2 separate regions of the Salmo salar genome follow, and region 2 is linked to region 1. The links are chromatin contacts, called in public Hi-C maps. All regions are on one chromosome and are shown on one strand. The core of a region is the stretch at or near the end of the contact, and the rest is flanking DNA. Distances in the headings are between cores, read along the strand shown.

The links. Hi-C and Micro-C count contacts between places; a contact is called where the count stands out from the background.
Region 2: a contact with region 1 is called in a Hi-C map of muscle, with 4 times the contacts expected there. The contact joins the promoter of LOC106579351 here to the promoter of si:dkey-197c15.6 in region 1. A contact is called at or near these places in 2 of 3 Hi-C or Micro-C datasets (gill and muscle).

What each region holds. Positions count from the first base shown.
Region 1 is chrssa19:59,373,098-59,380,345 of Ssal_v3.1, forward strand. It overlaps si:dkey-197c15.6 (CK077 protein), which reads left to right and starts at 2,892. Exons shown (of 1, transcript NM_001140421.1): 1 at 2,892-4,945. The coding sequence starts at 3,051. The coding sequence ends at 3,815. LOC106579174 (protein tyrosine phosphatase receptor type H) reads right to left here. Exons shown (of 18, transcript XM_014158809.2): 18 at 4,599-6,976. The coding sequence ends at 6,827.
Region 2 is chrssa19:59,540,794-59,548,041 of Ssal_v3.1, forward strand. LOC106579351 (scavenger receptor cysteine-rich domain-containing group B protein) reads left to right here and starts at 3,355. Exons shown (of 4, transcript XM_014159194.2): 1 at 3,355-3,595; 2 at 6,046-6,360; 3 at 7,089-7,189. The coding sequence starts at 3,559.

The DNA.
Region 1 (7,248 bases), core at 1,642-4,141:
TAAGTTGGGTGAATTTTGTCCCATTCCTCCTGACAGAGCTGGTGTAACCGAGTCAGGTTTGTAGGCCTCCTTGCTCGCACATCCTTTTTCAGTTCTGCCCACACATTTTCAATGGGATTGAGGTCAGGGCTTTATGATGGACATTCCAATACTGTGACTTTGTTGTCCTTAAGCCATTTTGCCACAACTTTGGAAGTATGCTTGTGGTCATTGTCCATTTGGAAGACCCATTTGCGACCAAGCTTTAACTTCCTGACTGATGTCTTGAGATGTTGCTTCAATATATCCACATAATATTCCTCCCTCATGATGCCATCTATTTTGTGAAGTGCACCAGTCCCTCCTGCAGCAAAGCACCCCCACAACATGATGCTGCCACCCTCGTGCTTCACGGTTGGGATGGTGTTCTTCGGCTTGCAAGCGTCCCCCTTTTTCCTTCAAACATAACGATGGTCATTATGACCAAACATTTCTGTTTTTGTTTCATCAGACCAGAGGACATTTCTCCAAAAAGTACGATCGTTTTCCCCATGTGCAGTTGCAAACCGTAGTCTTGCTTTTTGATGGCGGTTTTGGAGCAGTGGCTTCTTCCTTGCTGAGCGGCCTTTCAGGTTATGTTGATATAGGACTCGTTTTACTGTGGATATAGATACTTTTGTACCTGTTTCCTCCAGCATCTTCACAAGGTCCTTTGCTGTTGTTCTGGGATTGATTTGCACTTTTCGCACCAAAATACGTTCATCTCTAGGAGACAGAACGCGTCTCCTTCCTGAGCGGTATGACGGCTGCATGGTCCCATGGTGTTTATACTTGCGTACTATTGTTTGTACAGATGAACGTGGTACCTTCATGCGTTTGGAAATTTCTCCCAAGGATGAACCAGACTTGTGGAGGTTTACAATTTTTTTCTGAGGTCTTGGCTGATTTCTTTAGTTTTTCCCATGATGTCAAGCAAAGAGGCACTGAGTTTGAAGGTAGGCCTTGAAATACATCCACAGGTTCACCTCCAATTGACTCAAATGATGTCAATTAGTCTATCACAGGGCACTTTCCCCGCCCTGTGAAGTTCATAAGAACTTGTTTCATCTGTAGCCTAATGAAGTGCATGGTTTCCTGAGTCGTAGTGGGAGGACCACACAGTATGTCATTGCGTGACTCCAAGTTTACTTTGATATCATGGTTATTATATCAATATTTGGTAATAAAGGCGTTTCCACCGCCATTTCTCGCATAATACATTTTACCGACACAAAAAGATCCCAACATGTCGAACGAACAAATGGTCTGTCGGAATTTATAAAATTGTACCGAAACTTCCTGTTTCCATCGCAGCTGTCGTGATTTATTTTATACAGTATGACTTTACTCGCATAAAAACTGTGGATGGAAATGTGGTAAGGTACTTAATAGTTACCCATAAATATTTGATATCAACATAATAACAGCTGCACTGGGCCTTTTAACAATGCATTTCTGAGGGTGTCATGCATACCTTAATAAGGTAGGCTACTAGTAAATATTGGAGTACGTAGTTATATTAGGCCATCTAATGAAAATAATGAGCTAATAACATAAAAATTCCGGTATTGGAAGTTTTTGAGACTCATAATGCAGGTGATTTATGTGTCTTTGTAATGAAATGACAGGGGGCCAAATCTGATCCATACCTATAGGTGGCATATATAGACCCCTTTCTGTGTTTGCAAACATTGCCGCATGAGGGCGATCCGCGCAAATTAGTGGCAGAACGAAGGGGAGTTCTTATAGAACGGCAGCAACAAAAAAAAAGTGCATTTTACAACACTTTTGGATTAGAATTACATTTTAAGGCTCGTCTGAATGTCCTGCTTAATATAATATTTGTGTCATCATAGCAAATCAATTATTCTGCAAAGATTACAACCGAATATAATCTTAGGGACTGTTCATGCAAGAATCAAAATATAATTGTAAGCATACGAGAACCCAAAACAGTTATTATTATTTTTAGGAGTAATACAAACGTAAAGGCGCAGATGGCAATGGCTTTCTTACTGCCCCCAATAGTCGGTCAGTGTGCCGTGTACTGAAGAGGGGTCTATATCCACTCAGAAGGGCGAGGCACGCTACATCTCATTCTTACATATTGATGTTGATGTATTGAGAGGGAAATGCCATACTTTCATTTAAATGTGATATTCTGAATTTGGTAATACAATATCTTGTATATAGTGGTGTAAAGCAACTAAGTAAAGTACATATGTATTTTTTACTCCTATTATCCATTTTCCCTGACACCCAAAAATACTCGTTACATTTCGAATGCTCAGGCAGGACATCAATATGGTCCACTTCATGTAACGCGTTGCCATCCCTACTGCTTCTGAACTGGTGGATTCACTAACCATAAATACAGCATTTGTACATTAAATGTTGGAGTGTGATCCTGGCTGTCTGTACATTAAAAACATAAGAAAATCGTGCCATCTGGTCTGCTTGCTATAAGGAATTTGATGTATAGCATTTACTTACTAAATTAGTAATTTTTCCACCACTGTACTTAAGTCCATTTAAAACCAGATACTTTTAAACTTTTACTCAAGTCAAGTAGTATTTTACTTGGTGACTTTTATTTTTACTTGAGTCATTTTCTATTAAGGTATCTTTACTTTTACTCAAGTATGACAATTCAGTACTTTTTCCCCACCACTGATTTTATCAATACATTATTTTGAGAGTCTGCAAAATACATGTCATACTGTACATTTGTAGCAAAGACTTCTCAAGCCCTCCAGCCCATAGATGGCGGTGTACCCATTGGGTGTACCCCTTTAAACTGCTTTACAGACCATGTCCACCAATGAAGAAGATTTACTTCCTTCCTCCGTCACGTTTTTCATTGTTTACAATCGTTCGGTGCAAAGAAACGTTTGTATTTGAAGCTTGACGTGAATGAAATGTGACATGTTTAGGACTTAGATAAGTAGCTAGCCGGAATGTTCTAATTCCATGCCGAGCATCCAACACGGGTTGTTTCTCTGCAAACATTTGCCTGTTAGTCTAGCCTAGACATGGCTTTTGCTCCCGCTGTGTGGTTAGCTGCTCAAGCAGAACTCTACGAAGACGACGAAGAGGCCGAGGCAAACAACTTCCCAGAGCCACAGAAAAACTACTTGGGCGATTACAATGATGATTACTTATTTGAGAGGTTCCGTTTAACTAGACCTTGCATAAATTTCATCACGGATTGCGTCAGGCTCCGGATGAAAGCCACGCTCCAGCAAATGAATGGACCTTCCGTCGATGAAATGGTGATAGTGGCACTGGACTATTACGTAAATGGTATTTTGTCAACCAAAGTCGTAGATATGATTCAAATGGAGCAAATGGAGATTCACGAAGTCATCAACAATGTCTCCAAAGTGTTGTCAGGTATGGTCAGGGAGTTTATCACTTTCCCGGCGAATGGTGAGGAACGAGCAAATGTGGCACACGAGATCAAGAAAATATGCGGGATTCCGACCTCCATGGGCTTGGTGGGATGCATGCATGTCAAGGTGAGACCACCTCAGCACGACAAGGAAGCTTTTCGGAACACAATGGATAACCACACCGTCATGACCCAAGTCATATGCGATTGTGAAGGGAATTTAATGAGTGTTGAAAACTGCTGCGTTGGCAGCACACCAGAGCAAACCATATGGGATATGTCGGATATTGCCCAGCAACTAAAGCATGGAGCACATGGGACGCATTGGATCATTGGTAAGCTAATTCTACACAGGAATATGTTTTATACATTTCTTATGACTAGAAATACTGTGCAGACTCACTAGCCACCCCTGTTATGAAGGGTCTCAAACTCCTGGCCCTGGAGAGCTATTAAGTGTGCAGGCTGTTTCAGCCCAGTACTAACACCCGTTTTAAACAAACAACAAGCTGAAATCAGGTAAGTTGGTGTTGGTCTGGAACAGTTCTGAGTGAGTTAGACCAAAAACAGTGGTCTAACTTTAGGTGGGTCACTCCGTCAGTGTTAAAAAAAAAAGTCTGTTGTGATTCACCAATGTTCATACTTGCCTCTGTTTTTTGTTTTTTTGATCCCACAAAGCCGGGAAAGGCTATGCGTTGAGCAGACACCTCCTGACGACCGTTTCGCCAGCCAAAGATAAGGCGGATCGGCGGTTCAACGCAGCCCACGGCATGATCCACTCGGTCCTCCAGAGGACCATCACCTTGGTGAAGAGGCGCTTCAGGTGCCTGGCCAATCTGGGCCACGTGCAGCAGAACAGTCTGGACAAGAAGGCTGAGATCATCAAGGCCTGCTGCGTCCTGCATAACATCGCCAAGAAGTTTTCGGTGCCTGCGCTCAACGATACCGTGCTAGAGACCATGCATCCGGCCGAGAATCACCAGGTGCCGGTGGTGGAGGTGCCTAGCTACGCCGAGAAATCCAGAGCTGCCATTATCGGCATTTATTTCTCGCATTCCTCTGGGAATGACGGCGTTTCAGACTGAGGACAGTGGACATATTTGTATAAAATGGTTGTTGACATTTGGGTTTAATAGGAGGACGGTTCGGTCCCTTATTATAACACTTTGTGAAAATAGGTGCTGCTGGATTGACAAAAATGATTTTATTTTATCACGCTTTGTGATACATGAAAACCAAATGACAATACTTTGGGTTTATCTATTTACATGTTTTTATACATTTCAATAAATGTCAAGTAAACATCTAATCCTCCATGAATCATTTGAATTGCGATTTAGAAATTGATAGGCTAAAATTGACATTTATTGAAAACACAAGCCGCATTGAGTATTCTAACTAAATTATTTAAAAAAGTACCTAGGTGAATGTGAAGTGTGCTGAATCCTCCTGAACATAGCAGGTGAATGATTACATACAATATATGCTTAAACATTATGTACATGTGAATATTATTTAAATAAAAATCTCAACATACAGAAGAAATGAGCAAGATTAAACTTTTTGTTTTTTAAATCAATCACATTGGGGCAATTTTCACAAGCATGTGGTACATTTTCACAACTCAAAACAGATCATCAAAAAGGCTCATGATTCAAATCTAACATTTTCAATTGACTGATTACAACAAAAAATCCAGTCACTTGTTCACTGTACCAAATCATTCTTTCAATTTGGATACACAATCTACATTGAACAAAAATCTAAACATGTAAAGTGTTGGTCCCACGTTTTATGAGCTGAAAAAAAAAAATCCTACACATTTTCCATACTCACAAAAGTCTTATTTCTCTCAAATGTTGTGCACAAATTTGTTTACATCCCTTTTAGTGAGCGTTTCTCCTTTGCCAAGATAATCCATCCACCTGACAGGTGTGGCATATCAAGAAGCTGATTCAACAGCATGATCATTACACAGGTGCACCTTGTGCTGGGGACAATAAAAGGCTACTTTTAAATGGGCAGTTTTGTCACAACACAATGCCATAGATGTTTCAGGTAATATGCAATTGGCATGCTAACTGCAGGAATGTCCACCAGAGCTGTTACCAGAGAATTTGTTAATTTCTCTACCATTAGCAGCCTCTAACGTTGTTTTACAGAATTTGGCAGTACGTCCAACTGGCCTCACAACAGCAGACCATTTGTAACCACGCCAGCCCAGGACCTCCACATCCGGCTACTTCACTTGATGGATCGTCTGAGGGGGGTGGTTACATGTGGTCTGAGGAGTATTTCTGTCTGTAATTAAGCCCTTTTATGGGGAAAAACTCATTCTGATTGGCTGGGCCTGGCTCCCCAGTGGGTAGGTCTGGCTGCACCCCTGCCCAGTCATTTGAAATCCATAGATTAGGACCTGAGGAATTTGTTTCAATTGACTGATTTCCTTATATGAACTGTAACTCGGTAACATCTTTGGAATTGTTGCATGTTGTATTTATATTTTTGTTCAGTATAAGTATCTGCTTTTCAAAATGTAATATTCACTTTACTTTTGATATGATTTGTCATTTGTTAACAATACAATTAACTCAAACTGTTCAAAACTAATAACTACTGAATCAAAATGATGTATTGCCTAGTTACATTTACATTTTTGTAATTGAGCAGACACTTATCCAGAGTGACTTTAAGGAGCAATTACAGTTAAATGCCATTTTCAAGGGCAGATCGACAGGTTTTTCACCTAGTCGGTTCAGGGATTCGAACCAGTGAACTAGTTAACATGTATAGTTTGATAACTGCTGAACACTACATTTCTATATTTTTATCTCATAAATGTATCAATTTGACATGAATTTATGTTGGAAGGTAAAAACAAATCATACATGGATATGGCTGTAAATACTTCATCATCATCATCTTCCATCAGCCTGTGTGCTTCAATAGGACAAAGTGGAAAGAGTCACTATGTGCTACCATTTGGAATAATACCGTATTATAAACTGGGTGGTTCGAGCCCTGAATGCTGATTGGCTGACAACCATGGTATATCAGACCGTATACTACAAGTATGACAAAACATGTATTTTTACTGCTCTAATTACGTTGGTAACCAGTTTATAACAGCAATAAGGCACCTCGGGGGTTTGTGATATATGGCCAATATACCACTGCTAAGGGCTGTGTCCAGGCACTCCGCGATGCGTCTTGCCTAAGAACAGCACTTAGCCGTGGTATATTGGCCATATAGCACACCTCCTCGAGCATTATTGCTTAAGTAAAGGGCATTACAAGTGTTATCAGTTTAGAATGTTGTACTTAGAGAGTTTTTAAAATATACCATTTACATCTGAAAAATGTGCCAAAGTGATTGAAAGAAAATGAACTCACAGCAGACAATCCATGGCCTTATCTTCAGGCCTTTGGACTGACAGCTTGGAACTCCTTCAGTGCTGTGGCGTTGACGTAGATCAGGTCCGAGTTCTCATAAAGGGCCTCTTGTATCATCTTCTCTTTGGGTTCCAGAGAATCCATGATGCATTGGTGCAGGAAAATATACTGCGACTAAAAGAGTGTAAATGGCAATGATAACCCACAAATGTAGCCTCATAAGTCATGTATTCATTTTTTTTAAAATCAAACCTTTAGTCATTAAACCCAAAGAGAGCAGGGCTGCGGCGCTGTGTGTTACGCCACTGGTTATAACTATAAGTTAAGTATAACAAAGAAATGTAAGATGTGTCAAATAAATGATATACAGCTCAGGCCTCCAGCTATGCATTTGGTTTGCTAACTTGCTAGCTAAGTGGCTAGATGTAAAGATCAAGCTTCTTGGC
Region 2 (7,248 bases), core at 2,105-4,604, 170 kb after region 1:
CATGGAAGAACTGGGACATTTTCAGCTTCCAGGAATTGTCTACAGATCCTTGCGTCATGGGGCCGTGCATTATCATGCTGAAACATGAGGTGATGGCAGTGGATGAATGGCATGACAATGGGCCTCAGGATCTCGTCCCGGTATCTCTGTGCATTCAAATTGCCATTGATAAAATGTAATTGTATTCGTTGTCCGTAGCTTATGCCTGCCTATATCATAACCCCACTGCCACCATGGGGCACTCTATTCACAACGTTGACATCAGCAAACCACTCGCCTACACGACACCATCTGCCAGGTACAGTTGAAACCGGGATTCATCCGTGAAGAGCACATTACTCCAGCGTGCCAGTGGCCATTGAAGGTGAGCATTTACCCACTGAAGTCGGTTACCACACCGAACTGCAGTCAGGTCAAGACCCTGGTGAGGACGACGAGCACGCAGATGAGCACAGAGACATCTGTGGCACTGTGTTGTGTGACACAACTGCACATTTTAGAGTGGCCTTTTATTGTCCCCAGCGCAAGGTGCACCTGTGTAATGATCATGCTGTTTAATCTTGATATGCCACATGTCAGGTGGATGGATTATTTTGGCTAAGGATAAATGTTCACTAACAGGGATGTAAACAAATTTGTGCACAAAATTTGAGAGAAATAAGCGTTTTGTGCGTACTGAACATTTCTCGGATATTTTATTTCAGCTCATGAAATATGGGACCAACACTTTACATGTTGCGTTAATATTTTATTTCAGTATACTTGCTTGATTTTTGGGGGGGGTTGCAAAAATGCTGATTTTCTTTCTTTTCCATTTTTTTTATGGAAAACTATTACAGTAAGGCAGTGGTGGTAAAAGTACCCAATTGTCATACTTGAGTAAAAGCAGTGGTGTAAAGTACTAAGTAAAAATACTTTAAAGTACTGCTTAAGTCATTTTTTGGGGGTATCTGTACTTTACTATTCATATTTTTGCCAACTTTTACTTCACTACATTCCTAAAGATAATAATGTACTTTTAACTCCATACATTTTCCCTGGCACCCAAAAGTACTTGTTATATTTCGACAGGAAAATGGTCAGATTCACAGTTATCACGAGAACATTCCTGGTCATCCCTACTGCCTCTGATCTGGTGGACTCACTAAACACAAATGCTTCATTTGTAAATTAGTGTTGGAGTGTGCCCCTGGCGATCCGTCAATAAAAAAAATATATATATTTTGCTGTCTGGTTTACTGAATAAGGAATTTGAAATGGTTTGTACTTTTACTTTAGATACTTAAGTACATTTTAGCAATTCCATTTCTTTTTAATACTTAAGTATATTTCAAACCAAATACTTTTAGACTTTTACTCAAGTAGTATTTTAGTCATTTTCTATTAAAGGTATCTTTACTTTTACTCAGTGGTGGAAAAAGTACTAAATTGTCATACTTGAGTAAAAGTAAAGATACCTTTAATAGAAAATGACTAAAATACTACTTGAGTAAAAGTCTAAAAGTATTTGGTTTTAAATATACTTAAGTATTAAAAGGAAATTATTTATACTTTTACTTCTGATAGATAAGTATATTTTTGCAAATTCCTTATATTAAGCAAACCAGACTGAACCATTTTCTTGTTTTTGTTATTTACGGATAGCCAGGGGCACACTCCAACATCTTTTCAAACTAAGCATTTGTGTTTAGTGAGTCCGCCATATCAGAGGCAGTAGGAATGACCTGGGATTTTCTCTTGAGAAGTGCATGAATTTGACCATTTTCCTGTCCTGCTATGCCTTCAAAGTGTAACGAGTATTTTTGGCTGTCAAGGAACATGTTTGGAATCAAAAGTACATTATTTTATTTAGGAATGTAGTGAAGTAAAAGTAAAAGTTTTCTAAAATATAAATAGTAAAGTATAGATACCCAAAAAAACTACTTAAGTAGTACTTTACGCCACTGCAGTCAGGTACTTATTTGTTACCCAGAAATGGTTTGGTACTGAGATAAAAACGGCTGCCCTGGGTCTTTAAAGAGAATAGTTTAAGACAATTTGCCAGCATGGGAGTTTGGCTGTGGAATTTCCTATTCAAAGCAGGAACCATAATTATTTCCCTATCATTCCATTCCGAACAGACAGGATATTTGTTCTATTCTGAAGCCTAAAAATGTCCAGACCAGAGTAGTAACTCCCCTTGCCAGCATCACAACCAAAGTGTTAGGGGCAACAGTGAAATGTAAAAAAAATAATGACGTAAATCACCTTCAAATAACATGAACCTCAGTTGCCCCTATCACTCCCATAGATGTTTAGCTAGCGGTGGCTGAACTTAGCTTAAGTTTGTAGTGGCTGTTTACAGAAAACCAAACCACACAGTTTCTCCTGGACTAGACTTCTTTCAGGGTGAGGAACCATCGAACAACAAGTTTCCCCTTTAAAGGCCATTGTAGAATTGAAGCTGAACACAGGCAGATAGTTTAGTAGACTCTTGAATTCTTTAGTGGACTACCCAAAATTGGGTAGTATAAGAGCTAATGTTACGAGAGGTTGCTTAAAAGCTGCAGTCTGTGATCAGTATAAGCACAAAGATCTAAATCACAGATTTTCTTTAAAAATGATACATCTAACAATGCAATGTTTATAATGTTGAAGAAATCCCATTAAAGCAGATGGAAGGTTTTTCAGAGCACAAAAAAAATGTCATAGTTCAAGCAACAGAGACCATCTTTCTGAATGTTGAAAAGAAAATGTGTGTGTTTGCTACTGCAGTCTTCATTTTTATTGGTAGTGGAAGTAGTAATTATAGTTTATTTTATTCCAGTAACAGTACACTCTTAGCATCTTTTTTTTCTATCTAGAACCAAAAGGGGTTCTTCTGCTGTCCCATAGGAGAACCCTTTGAAGAACCACTTTTGGTTACAGGAAGAACCCTTTCCAGAGGGTTCTACATGGAACCCAAAAGAGTTATACCTGGAACCAAAAGCGGTTCTTCTATTGGGACAGCCGCAGAACCCTTTTTTCTGTGCAGTGGTGACTGTAGAAATAGTAGTATTGATTGTAGTAGTACAGCATGAGTAATGTACTGTAATGGTAGTAGTAGTGACTGTACTGGAAGTAGAGTCTGTACTGACTGAAGTACAGTAATATTGACTTTCTAATGTTTTATTGAGCTCCCCCAGTATTTTGGTTCGAACAGTCGAAAGATTTGGTCTGAACAGTGGATTCACTCCACAGCGACCCCCAGCGGTGAGCTGAGCGCAACTGCAGATCCGAGTCACATGGCATCATTGTAAATGACGTCACACTGCTTGCTTAACCAAGTACCGCTTCCCCCTAATTCGGCTATTATTAACAAGGCTCGAACTCAGGACCTCTGCCTCGCAAACATTCGTGACCACACTCCTGAAGCGTCTCTACCCGTTGCTATATTGATTGCGTAAGGGGAGACACTTCACGAGTGAGTTTCACAGATCCCAATCTGCTTCACATGCTTATGTAGAGGGATAAACTATGAAAAGGGTATTCTGATTTTGATTCCCTTTTTCTACTCTAGTGACAGACGTAACAGAAACTATGATGGATGCCTCTACACCTGCTATGACAACAAGAGGTAATAATGCTGCATCCCATGTGATATGATAAATAGACCTACAGTACAGTACCTTATAGGGGACAGTGGGGAATGTTGAGACATTTTTTACATTTAGCATCATTACGTCAAGGAAATATAGTATTCTTTCTAACAAATATAACAACAGATACTGTGCCCTATGTAATTATTGGGAGAGTGAAGAGTTTAAAAAAAAAGAAGGTGTCTCTATACTTCAAAACTTTGGATTTGAAATCAAACTATGAGGTTAAAGTGCAGACTGTCAACTTAAATGTTAGGGTATTTTCATCATATCGGGTGAACACTTTTTGTACATAGTCCCTTCATTTTAGGGGAACAAAGGTATTGGGACAAATTCACTTATATTGTAATAAAGTAGTAAAAAGTTAAGTATTTGGTCCCATATACATAGCAGTTTACATTTACGTCATTTAGCAGACGCTCTTATCCAGAGCGACTTACAAATTGTCACACGATATGGATGAAAACACCCTCAAATTAAAGCTGAAAATCTGCACATTAACCTCAGTCATTGTTTGATTTCAAATCCAAACTTTTGGAGTATAGAGCCAAAAGAAGAAAAAAATTGTTCCCTGTCCCATCTCGAGTTCATATGCATGACAGTTTTCTAAAATACTATGCAATTACTGACAAATGTAATCATCATTTGTATGGGGTATGTTCAGCCTTTGGCTTAACTTGCCCTGGCCAAATGGCACAATTTACCCCAAAGCAAAACGTTTATTATATTAGCCCACAAGGATTAGGGTTGCATAGTTACCGGATAATTTACCAAAGTTACCGGAATCTTCAGTAATTTTGGTAATTAACAGAAAATCTAAGGCATTCTATCATAACTTTGGTAAAAAAAAAATAATCATGTATTCATATATAGTATTAATTTATTATATATGTGTCCACATTGTCCATGAGTTTCTAGTGGATAAACCTTATGGTTCAAGAGAAAATAGCCTAATTAATAAAAAATGATTACATCAAATCCTTGAAAGATACCAAAATTCTGGTAGTTTACTGGTAAACTTTGGAAGTTTCCAGTATTATACCCTCCCTTTGCAACCCTAACAAGGATGCATTTTCATGCTAGGTTTAGGACCTCGTATAGAGAACCCAACTAATGTATAAAACAGTCTTAAAACTGTCTACTTAGGTTTAGATACAAGCATCATGAAACCTCAAACACAAATTCACTTGACATTGTGAAAATCCGTTTTTTTTTATCAAACTTACTACATTTTTTCCATGTGGTTTCTTCCTTCACAGACTCCATGAAATGATGGCCTCTTCCTAAATATTTGGTCACATGATTCATTGTGTGTATGGTTTCCTAGAAACAAGGGTTGGCTCAACTAACGCTTTCGCACGATTTATCCCACTCTCCTACAGCTTGCAGCTGAATCAAAGCCCTCTCCCCTACTTTTAGTTAGTGATGGGAAGTTTGTGTCTTTATACTGACTCTGATCTTTTAAATTTTTCAAAAGAATGAATCTATAGACTCTTTAGATTCGTTCCTTTGATTCAATAATGCCCAGAGGCCAAAGCATGCAGGACCCCTACCAGCGAACAATGAACTGAAAACTCAAAACAATCATGATTCTACAAGACTCTCGTTCTCTCTGTCATTTGTGACCGAGACTAATAAAAGTGGGCTTCAAAACAATGTACATTTCTGATTGCTAGACATACAAATAAGATTATTTCTTGATACCTTTAAAACAAGGTTTAGTGGAATGCAATTGCTTGGCTACCATAGGCAGATCATCGTTAATGTTAACTGCAGCGACCCCCAAACAATTCCTTCTCGAGTTTGTTGAGCAGAAGCAGGCTGTGTAATGTTTGGTTCTACACAGCAGTGTCCATCGATAACCTTCAATGATCAATTCATTGCATACAGTTTTACACCATGCAATCACTTATCAGTTCTAAACATGTCTTTTTCCTTCTCTAAACTGTCTGCATGATCTATTTTCCTGTGCGCACATACTGTATGATAAACAGTTGGTGGTCAGAGCATGTCTCCAGAGCCGCTGAGCCAGAGGAGCGCATATCAATCTTGCTGAATAATATATAAGCCTGCTGAAGAATTCATTGCGGCCAGCAGGTCAAATTTAACGACTAAAATGAATGAGTTACTCGTAAAAACTAACCATGACTCGAGTCAGTGAAAAGAGTTGTTCAACAAGAACAAATCGTTCTCAAACTGCACATCACTACTTTCAGTGAGCGTGAAATAAACACTCCAGAAGCTAATTGGTAGGCCAACAGCTTTTTGTGACATTGGGATATTTACTTATTATTCATAAGGATGTACTACTGAATGTTCTATTTATAGATTGTGCAACAACACCTTTTTGCCATCAAGCATACCATGAAGACTTTCTTCTTCTCTATTTTGACATGTGCCCATCTGTCAATCTCTCGGTCTTCTCCAGAGATGCCCACCATCCGCATGGTGAATGGCAATGACCGCTGCCAGGGCCGTGTGGAGGTGTTCCACATCAACCAGTGGGGCACGGTGTGTGATGACTCATGGGACCTTCAAGATGCCCAGGTGGTGTGCAGGCAGCTGGGCTGTGGCCCCGCCACCTCAGCCATTTCTCAGGCCTACTTCGGCCTCGGCTCGGACCCTATCCTCCTAGATGATGTAGACTGCAAGGGAAGCGAGCTAGATCTCTCAACCTGCTCCCACTTAGGCTGGGGAATGCACAACTGTAACCATTATGAGGACGCTGGAGTCATCTGCACAGGTAAGGGATTTGATTCTAAGGAGTTGTGCGCTTTTACTTATCAATGGGTATGACGTCATTGTTTTAGCAGCGCTACCAAACCGTTCCAATACATGCACCAAACACCGGCTTCGAGGGCATTAGCACTTTTATACAACGGGTTACCAACTTATTCAAATAATGATTGACATATTTTCATTAAAAACGTTATTTTGGTTAATTTATTCATACTATTTCATCCTTCCACAAGATATAGTGCCGACGCTATACAATTTTTCAAATTGCCCTGCGTATTTGAGATAGAATTGGGATCATGTATGCTGTACTAATGATGATTAAAAAAAATGTTTAATTGAGTGCAATGTACAATAGGCGAACTTAGCAAACTAGGCATTTGTGGTAAGTGATGGAGGCCGCCATCTTTATGCACCTCCGCTATTGTGTGATAATGATTGTTTGTGCATGTGAAGCAACCAAGACAGACAGACTGTGACGGCAGAGATTGCTCTAAAATAGCTGTATATTTTGATTGGTAGAATATACATTATATACACAAAAGTATGTGGACACCCCTTCAAATTAGTGGATTCGGCATGTAATAGCCGAATCCACTAATTTGAAGGGGTGTCCCCATACACTATATATACAAAAGTATGTGGACCACTCTTGCTTTGGTTACCACTGATAAATTCAGCCTTTTCCCCAGATAAATAGCGTGATGTTCTACCATCTGTGCTGTCTATTGATAGAGTCCCCCACTAAGAAGATACAGATGGTGAGAGTGGAGCTGACCCCTGATTCACCTACGAACTTCAGTGATCCTGCCATGAGTGAGGCAATTTTGCAGCAGGTGAGTCTCACCCTCTACTCAACTGTATATTGGGCTTTCTCAACCGGCAGACTCCGGTC